Regions from separate parts of the Mus musculus genome. Here all the other regions are linked to region 1. A link is a contact called in public HiChIP or PLAC-seq and promoter capture Hi-C data. All regions are on one chromosome and are shown on one strand. The core of a region is the stretch at or near the end of the contact, and the rest is flanking DNA. Distances in the headings are between cores, read along the strand shown.

Evidence for each region. Promoter capture Hi-C pulls out the DNA fragments that hold promoters and counts their contacts. HiChIP or PLAC-seq counts read pairs in DNA pulled down with a chosen protein or histone mark.
Region 2: an H3K27ac HiChIP or PLAC-seq map of embryonic stem cells shows a contact between it and region 1, with 4 times the contacts expected there. The contact joins the enhancer-like site here to the promoter of Sh2d4a in region 1. A contact is called at or near these places in 11 of 39 promoter capture datasets (HPC-7-derived erythroid cells, cranial neural crest, embryonic stem cells and 7 more), 7 of 115 datasets of contacts at active chromatin or transcription factors (embryonic stem cells, extraembryonic endoderm stem cells and stem cell-derived neural progenitor cells) and 2 of 9 other capture datasets (adipose tissue and embryonic stem cells).
Region 3: a contact with region 1 is called in a promoter capture Hi-C map of stem cell-derived epiblast-like cells, with 3 times the contacts expected there. The contact joins the promoter of Lpl here to the promoter of Sh2d4a in region 1. A contact is called at or near these places in 9 of 39 promoter capture datasets (the 3T3-L1 cell line, HPC-7-derived erythroid cells, embryonic stem cells and 4 more).
Region 4: a contact with region 1 is called in a promoter capture Hi-C map of liver, with 2.5 times the contacts expected there. The contact joins the enhancer-like site here to the promoter of Sh2d4a in region 1. A contact is called at or near these places in 8 of 39 promoter capture datasets (the 3T3-L1 cell line, the C10 cell line, HPC-7-derived erythroid cells and 5 more) and 1 of 9 other capture datasets (adipose tissue).

The regions. Positions count from the first base shown.
Region 1 is chr8:68,274,941-68,278,140 of GRCm38.p6, reverse strand. It overlaps Sh2d4a (SH2 domain containing 4A), which reads right to left and starts at 1,613. Exons shown (of 9, transcript NM_028182.1): 1 at 1,269-1,613.
Region 2 is chr8:69,026,113-69,029,312 of GRCm38.p6, reverse strand. No RefSeq gene overlaps it. Among named protein-coding and RNA genes, the nearest start is that of Gm33103, 25 kb to the right of the region's middle. Within about 2 kb of position 1,707, at least 43 of the 459 cell types and tissues checked have an H3K27ac peak or open chromatin away from gene starts, as enhancers often do. A contact at or near this core is called in embryonic stem cells, extraembryonic endoderm stem cells and stem cell-derived epiblast-like cells, where this site is marked.
Region 3 is chr8:68,878,860-68,882,059 of GRCm38.p6, reverse strand. Lpl (lipoprotein lipase) reads right to left here and starts at 1,505. Exons shown (of 10, transcript NM_008509.2): 1 at 1,220-1,505. The coding sequence starts at 1,307.
Region 4 is chr8:68,846,342-68,849,541 of GRCm38.p6, reverse strand. No RefSeq gene overlaps it. Among named protein-coding and RNA genes, the nearest start is that of Gm51577, 6.9 kb to the left of the region's middle. Within about 2 kb of position 1,426, at least 17 of the 459 cell types and tissues checked have an H3K27ac peak or open chromatin away from gene starts, as enhancers often do. A contact at or near this core is called in adipose tissue, where this site is marked.

The sequences.
Region 1 (3,200 bases), core at 364-2,863:
ATTAGTATAGAGCCTAATACAGCTATCTTCATAGAATTATCGTGGTATGTATAGTACATATATCCCTAAAGTTAAGAATTTAGATTAAGTTCTATCTATTCTTTAAACAGCTAGCTCTGTGGACAGGCTTCGGATTGTTCGATTTTTTTTTTCTCATTAATTTACTTGATGATTTTGAAAATAAAATAAATTGCAAGTGGTGAGAGCAGCTGGAAGTTCTGTAAATGCTCTCGAGATTGAAGTATTTCACAGATATAACTAGACAAGTCCATTTGTGCCCAATCTTCACCTAAGTATTTCTTCCACTTATTTATTAAATTAAAAATTATAAATACATTGTTTCGTTCCACAAACAAGAGAAGCTTGTCAGGGAACTGAGCAAGATGTAGCTGGTTATCCCTGCTTCTCTAGGGCCATAGTGAAGAGAAACACTATTGAGAAAATCTGCAAACAGTGAGTGACTCCACCTAGGGCCCATGAACCCCCCAGGGCAGGAGTGGCTGCGGATGGTTTACTTTTGTTGAGGAAAGTTCTTGCTAGGCTGATTTTAGATTGAGCCTTGACCCAGAACCATAGGGAGGGGACGAGCCCGCTGCTCTCTGTACCACGTGAGGGCGCCCGCGGGAGGGTGTCCCCGCGCGGGGAGCTCTCTAATAGAGTTCTGCGTGGGCTGAAACAGGTTTCAGGACTCTGTCTGGAAGGTCACCTCCGGGCCAGGAGAGACCACATGGCACTGCCCAGTGATTGGACCTCCGCTGATTTGTGGGTACTGTTGCAGGCACCCAGCACCTGCTTCGTGGCCCCGACCCTCGCAGGTTGCTTCCGCAGCTGCACCTGCCCCGGCCAGTGTAAGCACTCACCACGCGTGCATGCACACCGCCCGGGCACCATGACTTCCCTGAAAGACTCCAAGTTGCCTCCGATTCTCCTCCCACTGGAGACTCTTAGTATAATGATCACAAGCCCTCTATTCTTAGGGCCGCCACTCGCCCGGCCCCGGCTGCCGATACTGGACACCCTACACGAGACATCGGACACCCACAGCTGTGGCGGTCGGTTCCTCTGGGCACCCGAGCTCGCCCTGCGCGCGGTGGAGGAGGGACCAGAGGGACAGGTGAACAGCCTGACCGCGGGAACCAGGGTCTCCTCCTGTCCCTGTCCTCTGTGCTTTACCCTTCGCTCTAGAGACTCACCTGCTGGTTCCCACTCCTCGCTCACCCTTCTGCCTGGCTCCATGCTCCAGCGTTTTACCCGACCCGGTCACCTACCTGCTCAGTACCCGGAGCAAGGTGACCCAAGCACCTGCCACCTCCAGATTGCCTACAGCAACTGTCCGGGAAGAGAAGGGAGGACAAGCAGAGACCCAGCCTCCCAGAGACCCAGCCGCGCGGGCTGTCTGGACAAACACTCGGGACCAGAAGGACACTCAGCGTCCAGATCGCAGCCCTGGCCCGCCCCGCCGCGCCCACATGCTGGGGTGACTGACTGGGCGCTCCCTCAAGGCCCCACCCGGGTGCTGGAGGCGCTCCAGGGCCAGTAGGCAAGCTTGGCTGCCTTGGTCCAGTGACAGCAAGGCCACTAGTCCTTGGTTAATCTAGAGCGCTGTCTACAGTCTGGGGTAGTTTGCCTTACCACCTCAGTGGGGGTCTGTGGGACTTATTAATTACAATAGTCCGGCCCCTTCCACATTTGACTTGTAGGTGGAGCCTGCGGAGGCAGGCAAGGCCCATTTGGGAACCTGGGTCCTGCAGGCCAAGTTGGCTGTAGTTCTGCCCCTGCATTCTACAGCTTACTTTTTCCTTCTCTTTTGTTGACATTAAGTAAATTATCAAACTCTGAAGCATTTGTGACTCCAGGTGTGGCTTTACCGAGCATGATCAAGGAAGAGAAAGACTGGAATGCTGCAGGCTGAAGGCACTAGGGACAGGGGCAGCCAGGGAGAGAAACATGAAAGGGGGAAAAAGGTGGAAGTCCCCTGTGACTAACAGATCAGGGCCCGGATGGCACAGAGCACCAATGAAGCCTAAGCATACGTGGGAGGGAGGAAAGCTGAGCCGAGTGGAAAGGTGGACCAGCCTTTTCCACGGGTGAGGAACGTTAGGGATGTGGGGAGAAAACAGGGCTGAGAGGTGCGGAGGGATGACACAGGACCTCAGACTGTGGAGGTTAGAGAGAAGTCTTATAAACAAGAAACACGGTGTGACTTTATACACCCTGTCCAATCGATTTAGGAGCCTGGCATGCTGGACCCAAACATTGTTTATCTTAGGCTTTCACAACCGCAGAAAACCCTTGAGTTGGAAAACCTTACAGCCAGGAGTTACACCCTACACTCTCAGGAAACACGACTCAGCCATTTGGGAATTGTGCTTGAGATCCACTCAGGCAAGGACTCCCGGCCCGAAGCTTACTCTCCACTGTACTGAACTGGGTGGCCAGATGAGGTGCCTTAGAATGCTCTGTCCTCCTCTGCCTACTGGTGGTATCTGCTCAGCACGTGTCCTCACACTCTCTGGAAACTAAGGAGCTGTACAAGCTGGCTATCAGCCAGCTCAGGGGCCCATGGGACACTGATGCTATCACTAGGTACCCTCCTCCAGACTCATTCTGTCTCCAAGTCCTGACAAGCCTTTCTTGATGACAGCTCTCCCCCTTACATTTAGCCTTACAGTTTGCCATTCACGATATCAGCAGTGCCTGGCTGATTCAATTCTTGTGAGGCTCAAGTGAGATAATGCATGCAAAGTGCTCAGAGCATGGCTGGCCCTAATATGTTTGGATACTTACTGCATGCCAGAGACTATTGAATAGATAGAGGCTCTTGCACAAAGTGTTCAGAACCATTTCTGGCACGCAATATTCAAATGCATTTGCTCCTATTACTCCACATCAGATACTGTAAATTCGTGTTCCTACTTTATACCAAGGCTATGAATTTTTGTGTCTCACCTTACCTGGATTGAGGCTATGAGCAATTATCCTGGTCAAAGCATGCAGGCCATTGCTGTACCAGGTATCGGTCTGTGTGCTCAGTAGAAAACAGCAGAAGTGGTGGTGTTCTATTTCCCAGGCTAGTGTGTGGTAGTGGCAAGGATTTATTATCCCAGCACTTGAGATGCTGAAATAGAGAGATAGCAGTTCCAGGCCAGTGTGAGCTACTTAGTTTCAGGCCTAGATTCCCAGTGAGAAGATGAGAAAAT
Region 2 (3,200 bases), core at 458-2,957, 750 kb before region 1:
TTTTTTTTTTTTTTTTGGTTTTTCGAGACAGGGTTTCTCTGTATAGCCCTGGCTGTCCTGGAACTCACTCTGTAGACCAGACTAGCCTCGAACTCAGAAATCCGCCTGCCTCTGCCTCCCGAGTGCTGGGATTAAAGGCGTGCGCCACCACCGCCCGGCCTCTCTGTTTTCTTAAGGGGCTCTCTTTTCTCTCCACCAACTTTCCCTTTCATGAGCTCATCTGCTTTTACTCTGCATGCTCATATCTGTGCCAGCAGAAAAGTTGTCCTAGTTTCTGCATGAGGCTCTCTCCCTCTTCCTTAGGCTCCAAAACCCACAAGTGGTACAAGGACACTTAGAAGGGTGTGGTGGGCAGGGTTAGAGAGCTGAGATCATTGTCTTGTCTCCCGAGCTAAGATTTCCTCACCCACCCAGCTTCCCAGCTTCCCAAGTGTTTTTTGGGAAAATACTCTTTTCTCCTTTGCTTCTCTCCTCTTCAATTTTTTTTTAAATAATTGGAGTGTAACACATCCAACATGTGTAAGTTTTGAGTGAGTACTGATAAATTTGTTTTATATATATATATATATACTTTTCTGATAAAGAAAGCATACACTTGTAAGCCTTCAAAGACAACAGTCTCCTCACACTTCTTCCCGGTGACTCACCCACTCCTACAAACCTCTGCGTTCTGTCCCCATTAATTAATTGTGTTGACTTTCAAAGAAATATTGACTTTCATCCATTTCTCAACTAAGATTCCTTTTCAGTTAGAACTTCATGATATGTGGTACTCTTAAAGGGCCTCTCACTTCATCCTGCTGGATTTGGCATGATGGTACCATTGTGCAGATGAAAAACTGAGTCAGATGTAAAATGATCAGCTTGATTTCAGATAGTCACTTCTCGTACAACAAATAGCAGAGCCTTATTGAACTCAGACCAACTTGGCTCCCAAGTCTGAGCACCTTCTCTTTTAAGCCAGTTATCCTTGTTAATGCTGTCTGCTTTTGAGTAATGTTTGGTAGACATTGGTAGATTGTTTCTGGCACATTCCTTTAGGAGATAACCAAGATATATACAATGGACAGAAGCCTAGAGTCCAGACTTAATCTGGATGGTGTCTGCCATGGAAAAGCCTTTATGTGTCTTAGTAACAAACTTACTCTGGCTGTCCCGTGTTGCTGCAAGGAGCAGAGGAGGGAGTGTATGACTGGGCAAAACCAGAACAAAGGATTAGTCTCCTCTAAAGGATCTGATGGTCAAGTCTTTCATAATTCTCCAGCTGTAGAGAAGAAAGGAGACTCGGATAGGGAGAAGCTTGGAATCCTCGGGAGGGGAGGGTGTTGTCAGCAAGCAGTGGGAGAGGTAGGGAAAGGAATGTGCGAGAGGAACAAAGGTTGGCGGGGTGGGTAGATAAAGGCTCTTGAGCAATCTCCAGGAGTTGTCCTCAGAAGAATAGATGAAAAGGCAAGGGGGTGGGGAGGCTGGAGGTGCAGCTCAGCGCTGGAGTTCATCCATGTGCTAGAGAGGAAAAACTGGAAAAGCTGTCTGGGCAGGAGGTGTGGAGATGGCTAGTCTCTGTCCCCAGTAGTTAATCTTCCCTGGTTATTTGATGGGATGCTTAGGGAGAGGTTTTTAAGACAATTGCACTTCTCCCTTTGGTCAGATAAGTGAGTTCCAGAGTGAGCCTGTTCCTGTGCTCAGGAGAGAAAGCAGACAAGGTCAGAGGAACCTGCATTCTGAGCAACTTCTCAGGCCTGATAGTGGATCAAAGCACCATCCCAGGGTATCTTTGCCTGAGCCTCAACAACATGGAAATTTACAGGTGTGATTATATGTCTTCAGATTCTGGGGTTGGGTTGGGGGCGGGGGAGAGAAGGAGACAGATTGTATCTAAGAAATGGAATCTTTAAGGGAAGGGAACCTGTCCCAGCCAATGTGCGAGTGTGAAGTGTGGCCAGAGAAGGGTCAGAAGGATTCTGAAGGTGGAAGGGGCTGTGAGAACATGGGGGTCTCAGATAGCTGGGAAAAGCGCAGACACAGATTCTTCAGAACTCTGATCCTGCAGAAGAGTGCCTCCTGCCATCTCGTGGATTTTAGCCCAGCGACATTTATTTTGGATTTCTATTCTACAGAACAGTAAGAGTTTTGAAAAAGATGTATTGTTTTAAGCCACTGAGTTTGTAGGATTTGTTCTAGTAGCAATAGAAAAATAAATACAGACATATACACACATGCATGTATGTAAAGAGGATGAAAGCTTAAGAAAAATCAGAGAATTATATACTTTTATTTTTTGTTTTTAATTAATTAATTAATTAATTAATTAATTAATTAATTTTGGCATTTCCTTTTTATTTAAAATAGATTATCTTCTCACATAATGTGTCCTGATAAAAGTTTTCTCTCCTCCTCCTCCTCCTCTTCTTCTTCCTCCTCCTCTCCTCCTCTTCTTCCTCTTCTTCCTCCTCCTCAGCCCTTCCCACTTCCTTTCCCAGCTGGATCTATTCCATTTCTGTTGTTTATTAGAAAACAAAGGGACCTTTAAGGGATAGTAAAAAAATATAATAAGATAAAACCAAAGCTAACATTGGAATAGGACAAAACACAAAACAGAAGAAAAGAGCTCTTCACACACACAAAAAAAATTAAAAGCATAAGAAATAGATCCACTTGTTATTTGCATACTCAGAATCTCATAAAACCAGTAAACTGGCCAGATGTGGTGGCACACACTTTTAATCCCAGCACACAGGAGGCAGAGTAAAGCAGATCTCTGAGTTTGAAGCCAGCTAATCTATATGAGCTGCAGGACAGCCAGGGCTACACAGAAACACTGCCTCAAAAACCAAAAACAATAAGAAAAAAAAAACAAAAACAATAAACTGGAAACCTAGTATATATGCGAAGGACCTGGGTTGGGGAGACAAAATAAAATAAAAATAAAAAACAAGATAAAATTAAAAAAAAAAAAAGAAGAAGAAGAAGAGGAAAAGCCCTAATCAGGACATTACGAGACAAGAAGCCTCCAAAGATGCTTCTGAGTTGTTTTGTGTCGGCCGTCTACTGCTGGCCATGGGGCCTACCCTTAAGAGAGGTTTGTTTCCCCAGTGAGACTCCCTCCGAGGAAACAAATTTTATTTTTATTTGCAAAGTGGTTATCAATTAGAGACAGCTGCTGGGTTCCAGTGGGGCTTGTATCCACTTCTCTTCTCAGC
Region 3 (3,200 bases), core at 256-2,755, 600 kb before region 1:
GATAACAAGACATTTACAACTATACGCAGAAATAAAGGCAAGCTTTTAGCTGCAGTCATAGACTCCACTAAGACTGGAATTAGGCTGCGGATGTGCCACCTTAGAGCACCTCCAGGGGACACCACCCTCGTGGCGATTCCACCAGCAGCAACACAAGGAAACCCCAGCCTTCTTTTACGACTGAGTTCAGTCACATTTTGAGTCTGTGTTCTGTTAGCTCAATCAAGGTTCAAGTTACAAGGCTTCTCAATTGTGGGCAGGTCTCGACTTCAAGGCCATAAAGCAACTTGCTACTGACCCTAGTCTTCTCTAGGCAGAGAGCAGGCAGAGCCGTGGAGGTGGCCGCTTTTTTTTTTTTTTTCACCTAGTGTTGAAAGCGATCTCCCTTAGGCTCTAGAGAATCCCATGTGCTCTCAGCTAGCTGAGCGCCTCCCTTAGGGCGAGCCTCTCCTGGGACAGCAAGGAAAGGACACAGAGCTGAACTGGCAACCTCCAAGCCACAGGCTCCAGTCGGCTGGTGGCTGAACCTCGTTTTCTGGAGGGTAGGTTCATTTCTGGGCTTTCTTGAGTACTGAGCTAAGCCGAGCACAGGAACGCTTGCAGGACGCCAGCTTCCAGGACTCTGCGCCACGCGTTCCCGGGCGCCACCGCGCACTCCCACTTTCACTGTAGCTCACAACCCCCCGCCGAGAGCGACAGCGCCCTGTACAGTTGGAATGCACACAACGCGTCCTCCCACCTGCACCCTCGATTCACTCTTCCCGCTTCTAGAGGGGTCTGACCCGCAGTCCCAGCAAAGTTAGGGTCACTTTGGCCCGCGTGCCTTGCATTCAGCACCCCTATTCCCTATAGGGAGGTCACCACCGGTCACTACAGCTTTGCTCGGCCTCTGCGTCTCCCCATCCTAGGCTCCACACCCCACGCCCCAGCCGTTCCCTGCGATGGCAGTCGGCGGGAGAGAGCAGGAGACCGAGTGGGAACTCAGGAGAAAGGAAAAAAAAGCGGGAACCCAGAGTCGCCGTAGCGTGATGGGAGGCAGAGTCTCTCCCTTCTCCTCCTGGATTCCATTCCAGCCACCCTTCCCGGGAATTTACTGCGCCTGGGAGTCCCAGTGCATGCACGTACTTCCAACTTTCTCCCTCCCATCTTCAGATGGAGAAAAAGTGGTCCTGTCCGGGTCTGCAGGTGGGGGTAGGGGGAGTTGGCGCGAAAAACGTACCGTCTGCTGCGGCCACCCCTCCTCGGAAGGCGGTCAAACTCTGGAGCCAAACTCCCAGGACCACCAGGAGCAGGGCTTTGCTCTCCATCTCCCGGTGCACCCTTCTGCTTTGCTGCTGGAACTACGCGGCGTGGGGCAGTCAGGAGCGGGTTGAGCAGGAGGCGCAAGAGGACTGGAGCGCGGTGGAGCGCCGTAGGGCAAGTCAACCTTTAAAGGGGAGGGCAGAACAGTTACAAGGGGCAGAATTCCTCGGAGGAGGAGTAGGAGGAGAAATCGAGAGTCTGACACTGTTTCCACTGCACAGCTGTTTAAGTGACTGGAAATATGCAAATAAGACTCATCACCTATTGGCTATAAAATCATAAGTTGGGGGGAGGACTCTAAATGCACTTCCAAATATTTGAGCAAACGGTAACGAGGCTCAACGGTGCCAGCGAGAAGAAGGGGAAAGGGCAGGAAGGAAAGCTTGCTTGTTGTTTAGACTCCAGTTTGCCTACCGGGAGGAATCTGGTCCCTAGGGACCCCTATAGAGGCAGAGAGGAGGGGTTTACACTGATTTATGTTGAGTAGTCTACGATCCGTTTTCTAAGGGGAAGAAGTTTTGCTCTTAAACAGCGTGTACCTAACACTTTCACACTCACACACATACAACCTTTTGATAAATCTTTGTTAAACTTGAGAGATCCTTTCAAACGCACACCCTCCCCCACCCACCCACAGGTCCCCACGCGCCAAAGGGACCTTAGGACACATATTGCTCAGCGCATGGTGCCTGCACGGTCTGCTTTGTATCTTGGCAATATGGGTCTCCTTCTGTAGTAGAAGAAAAGACCCACTTGCTTTAACTAGTTTCTAATTTTTGCCTTATGTAAATTGTACTCGATCCTTTAATTCAGCAAGAAACTCAAGAATAACATCTATTTTCAGAGGCAGAAAGTCATGGTCAAACATTTTAAGCTATCCTGGATTTTCAGTGGGAGAGGCCATGCCAAATGACCATTCCAAACCTACAAAGACAGTCCATAGATTAGTGATGTTCCAGGGCGAGGGGATATGGGGTGCTAGGAGTGTGGGGGCAGGGTGAGGAGCATGATAGAAATATTCCAAATTCCATTATGCTTATCATTGTTCAGCTATGTTGATGCGTTGATATTAAATTGTACTTTGCAAGGGTGAATACTGAGCTTTTGCAAAGTGGACTAGCACATGTTTGTAGAAAAGCAAGAAAAATAAAAGCACATCATATACTGTGCTCATCTGCAAGTATCTTTTTAAATGAAAAGGGTGCTGATTAGCTAGAAAAAAAAACCAATAAACATTAAATTCCCCACCTTAATGCTGAGAAACCACCTCAAAAAATTAGTTCTCTTTACTGATCTCAATATTTTTAGGATGGTTCCCTCTCTCTCTACACACACACACACACACCCTTGGAGGTTAAGGGGATCAAAAACTATATACTTTAATATAAGCCCGCTTTTTAAATTTCTCACAACTATCAGATAAAAGCCAAACATGCTGTTGTGTAGATGAATTCCAGCCAGATGTCTCGCCATCTCATCTTGCACTGCAATCGCTAAGCAATGCATCATCCACGTTCATTACTGGCTCCAACGCATGTGGTGGATCTTGAAAGTTGGCAAGAGCGAAACCCCACTGAACAACTTTGGAAATGGCAGAGATACTCCAGGGCACATAACTAGAATATGGCCAACCTCTGAAAGAAGTATATAGGAAGCTCTAATTTTAAAACATGGCAGTGGCATAAAAGACATAAAAACAGAAGTGTAGAAATGCTTTGTGTTTTATCTAGAATAGCCACACAGCCGAATTTCAAGCTTAAAAGTCATTTGATCAGACTCCAAACCGACCTGCACTGCTACCTGGAACTTTCAGAGAACTTCAAGATTTTATGAGATTAATAAAGGGGCAAAGGGGCATCTAACACAATGCATTTTAAAAATGCCTCTCCAGTTAACTG
Region 4 (3,200 bases), core at 177-2,676, 570 kb before region 1:
GTCAGCTGGCTTCACGATACACACAGTCATGTGAACTGTAGGGGGTTTTGTGTTAACTTTTGTAAATTATGACCATTGGTTTCGGTGGGGTGTTGAGACTGGTGCCTTACCACATAAGACTCTCCTATCTACCTCCACGTTTGCTGAGTCTCAAGACAATGTATGAACATGCTTTTTCAATTATAGAACACTATAGGGAAAGAGTTATTGCTAATAATGATTAATAACAGCATATTGCGAACCTGGTCTGCCCTTGGTCTCCTGTGCTATCCCTGCTCACAGTTCTATAGCCACATGTGCTATATACTCACCAAAGGAATTCTCCATTTCCTTAGTTCACATTGTAGATTTACTTTTTCGTGGCACCAAGCTCCAGCAAACAGTAGCTTTTTGTTTCAGGATTTCTGGGTTCAGATAACCGCTGTATGTGACTGCCACTTGGAGTTTTGGAGATGAATAGTCTTAGGCAATTTGTCCCTTTTATTTAACCTTTTCTACGACTATTGGGAAACTATAAGAAATGGTTCTTCACTGTTTCTCAGTCTTCACAGTGACACAAGTTCTATGGGGCAAGATTGTTCTATTTTAAAAGTCCTTATCTTACTCAATTCACATGTGTTGCTGTTTGCCTTATTGGCTAAGCACTGCTAGGCTGGGGACTACATTTTCACAATGGCTTGACATTTCAAACTCCATGCAAGTGTTGAAAACAAAGAAATTTCCATACAGCCCGAATGTTAGAACAAAATTTAGTGTAAAATTCTAACTTACTAACTCCAGAGCTGTTACTAGGTTCAACCCCAAATCTGTGTGTGTGTGTGTGTCCTGCTGCAGGTAAGAAGGAAGGGAGAGACTCAGAGTTTGTTTAAGATCATGCCCTCAGCTGCGAGGTGAACTCTGGAGCCTTGCCTGCAGACTTTCTTTAAGCAATGCTATCTGCCCTGCAGTAACCTGGGAACCTTTAGCAGCTCCCAATCATGAATCTAGTAGGTCTCTATCCCTAAGCACAGACCTAATTGTATTCTCCCTTTCTGCATCTGACTTCTTGGCCATTTCTGGACTCCTGTTTGGTTAGACGCTGAAACACTTTTCAGAGATTCATCTGGTATCTCCGTGCCTGACCAGGACATCTGAAATATACAAATAAGGCAGGAGTTATACTTTTTGCCTTTTGTATTCTTTTACAATTTAGTTGGATTTCACAGTGTAGGACCGGAAGGGCAGGTGCTCCCTCACAGTTCACAGTGTAGGACCGGAAGGGCAGGTGCTCCCTCGAGGTTCACAGTGTAGGACCGGAAGGGCAGGTGCTCCCTCACAGTTCACAGTGTAGGACCGGAAGAGCAGATGCTCCCTCACAGTTAACAGTGAAGGACCGGAAGGACAGGTGCTTCCTCGAGGTTCACAGTGGAGGACCGGAAGGGCAGGTGCTCCCTCACTGTTCACACTGGAGGACCGGAAGGGCAGGTGCTTCCTCGAGGTTCACAGTGTAGGACCGGAAGGGCAGGTGCTCCCTCACAGTTCACAGTGTAGGACCGGAAGGGCAGGTGCTACCTCACTGTTCACAGTGTAGGACCGGAAGGGCAGGTGCTTCCTCGAGGTTCACAGTGGAGGACCGGAAGGGCAGGTGCTCCCTCGCGGTTCAGTATTTGTAAACATCTTGCCAGTCTTTCCACATCTTCCAGCAAACCCTCAAGTGTGTCTTCTTTAGGATCTTCATAAATGCCATTAAAGGTGATTTGGAATGACGCTGCTGACTGTGTAAGCCACCTTCTCTTCATGGGGCACCTGGTCCACCAATGAGTGACAATGATTATGACACATTTCCTGATGCTAAATTCTGAATCTGTTTTCCTAGTGTTATTTAATAGGAAAAGAATCACTATCCCTGGATTAGATACTGTGGAAGCTTCTAGATGTAAAGAGAGCATCTAATTACAGAGAGCTAATTATAGGGGGCACTGAAATGCTAGAAATGATGAAAATGCTAGAAATGATGAAAACGTTTCAAATTCATCAGAGGATAGCAGGTCTGGGATGGCCCGAGTTTCTAAGAAGAACCTTGGTGCATGCCTTTAATCCCAGCACTCAGGAGGCAAAACCAGGCAGATCTCTGTGAGTTCAAGGCCAGCCTGGTCTCATTCAGAGTTTCAGGCTTGCCAGGGCTACATGATAAGACCCTGTCTCAAAAACAAAATACACACACACACACACACACACACACACACACACACACACACACACACACACACACAGAGCACTTGGCCCTGAGACGGTCTGTATCTGTCATTTGATGCCATGTTTCCTCTCACTCAATTCTTGCATCTGGCAATTCTAGATTTTCAAACGATTTTGTTATTACTGTGGGACCCTAAGAGATTTCTGAGACTGAGTCCTATGTTCTGGCCATAAAATCAGGGTAATAAAGTCTCTCAGGCATCCTGTAAGGAATAGGTGAGGTAAGTGTGTAGTCCTGCTGTACTAGAGGGCAAAAGCAAGAATATAAAACATGAAATAGCTATATCATTTGTTCACTTTGGAGAGGTCACATTTGGAGCATGACTTAGCACTACTGTGAAGTATATTAACTGGGCTACTGAATTATAATACACTCATGATCTCAGGGGCAAGAAAGAAAGTATGGGTGTGAATGTTTTTACATATACAGAGTAATTCCAAGTTTCTGCTGCTGGAGTGTGTGTGTGTGTGTGTGTGTGTGTGTGTGTGTGTGTGTTTGAGGGGCTAGGGGTATAGATGTGGGTAGGTTTTCTGCTATTTAACTGCATCCTCCATTGTAAATAGCAGTTATGGTATACTTACATATAACAAGTTGCTTTTCTTTCCTAATTCATTATGGCTTTGAAATCTGACATGAAAGCTTATTTATAAATAGAGTGTCAAGCAAGAATATATACAGTCTGAGGGACTAAGGTACACATCCCATCACATCTTATGCATGATACTCGCATAAAGTGGATTCTTTTTCCATGTCAAAATTAAAACATCTACTCTTTTACACTGTGAGGATCCGGTTGAGGCTAAGAGCTACCTGGGAGAATATGAACTTTGGGATTTACTCTCTGTTACTAACTATATTCAACCTGTTACCTTTAGACTCAGGGATTGCACTGCCAAATGCATCTATAAGGTAAAAAGCCCTCTGAGTGGGAGACCACAAGTAGGTAGAAGAAAGGGTTTGCTGG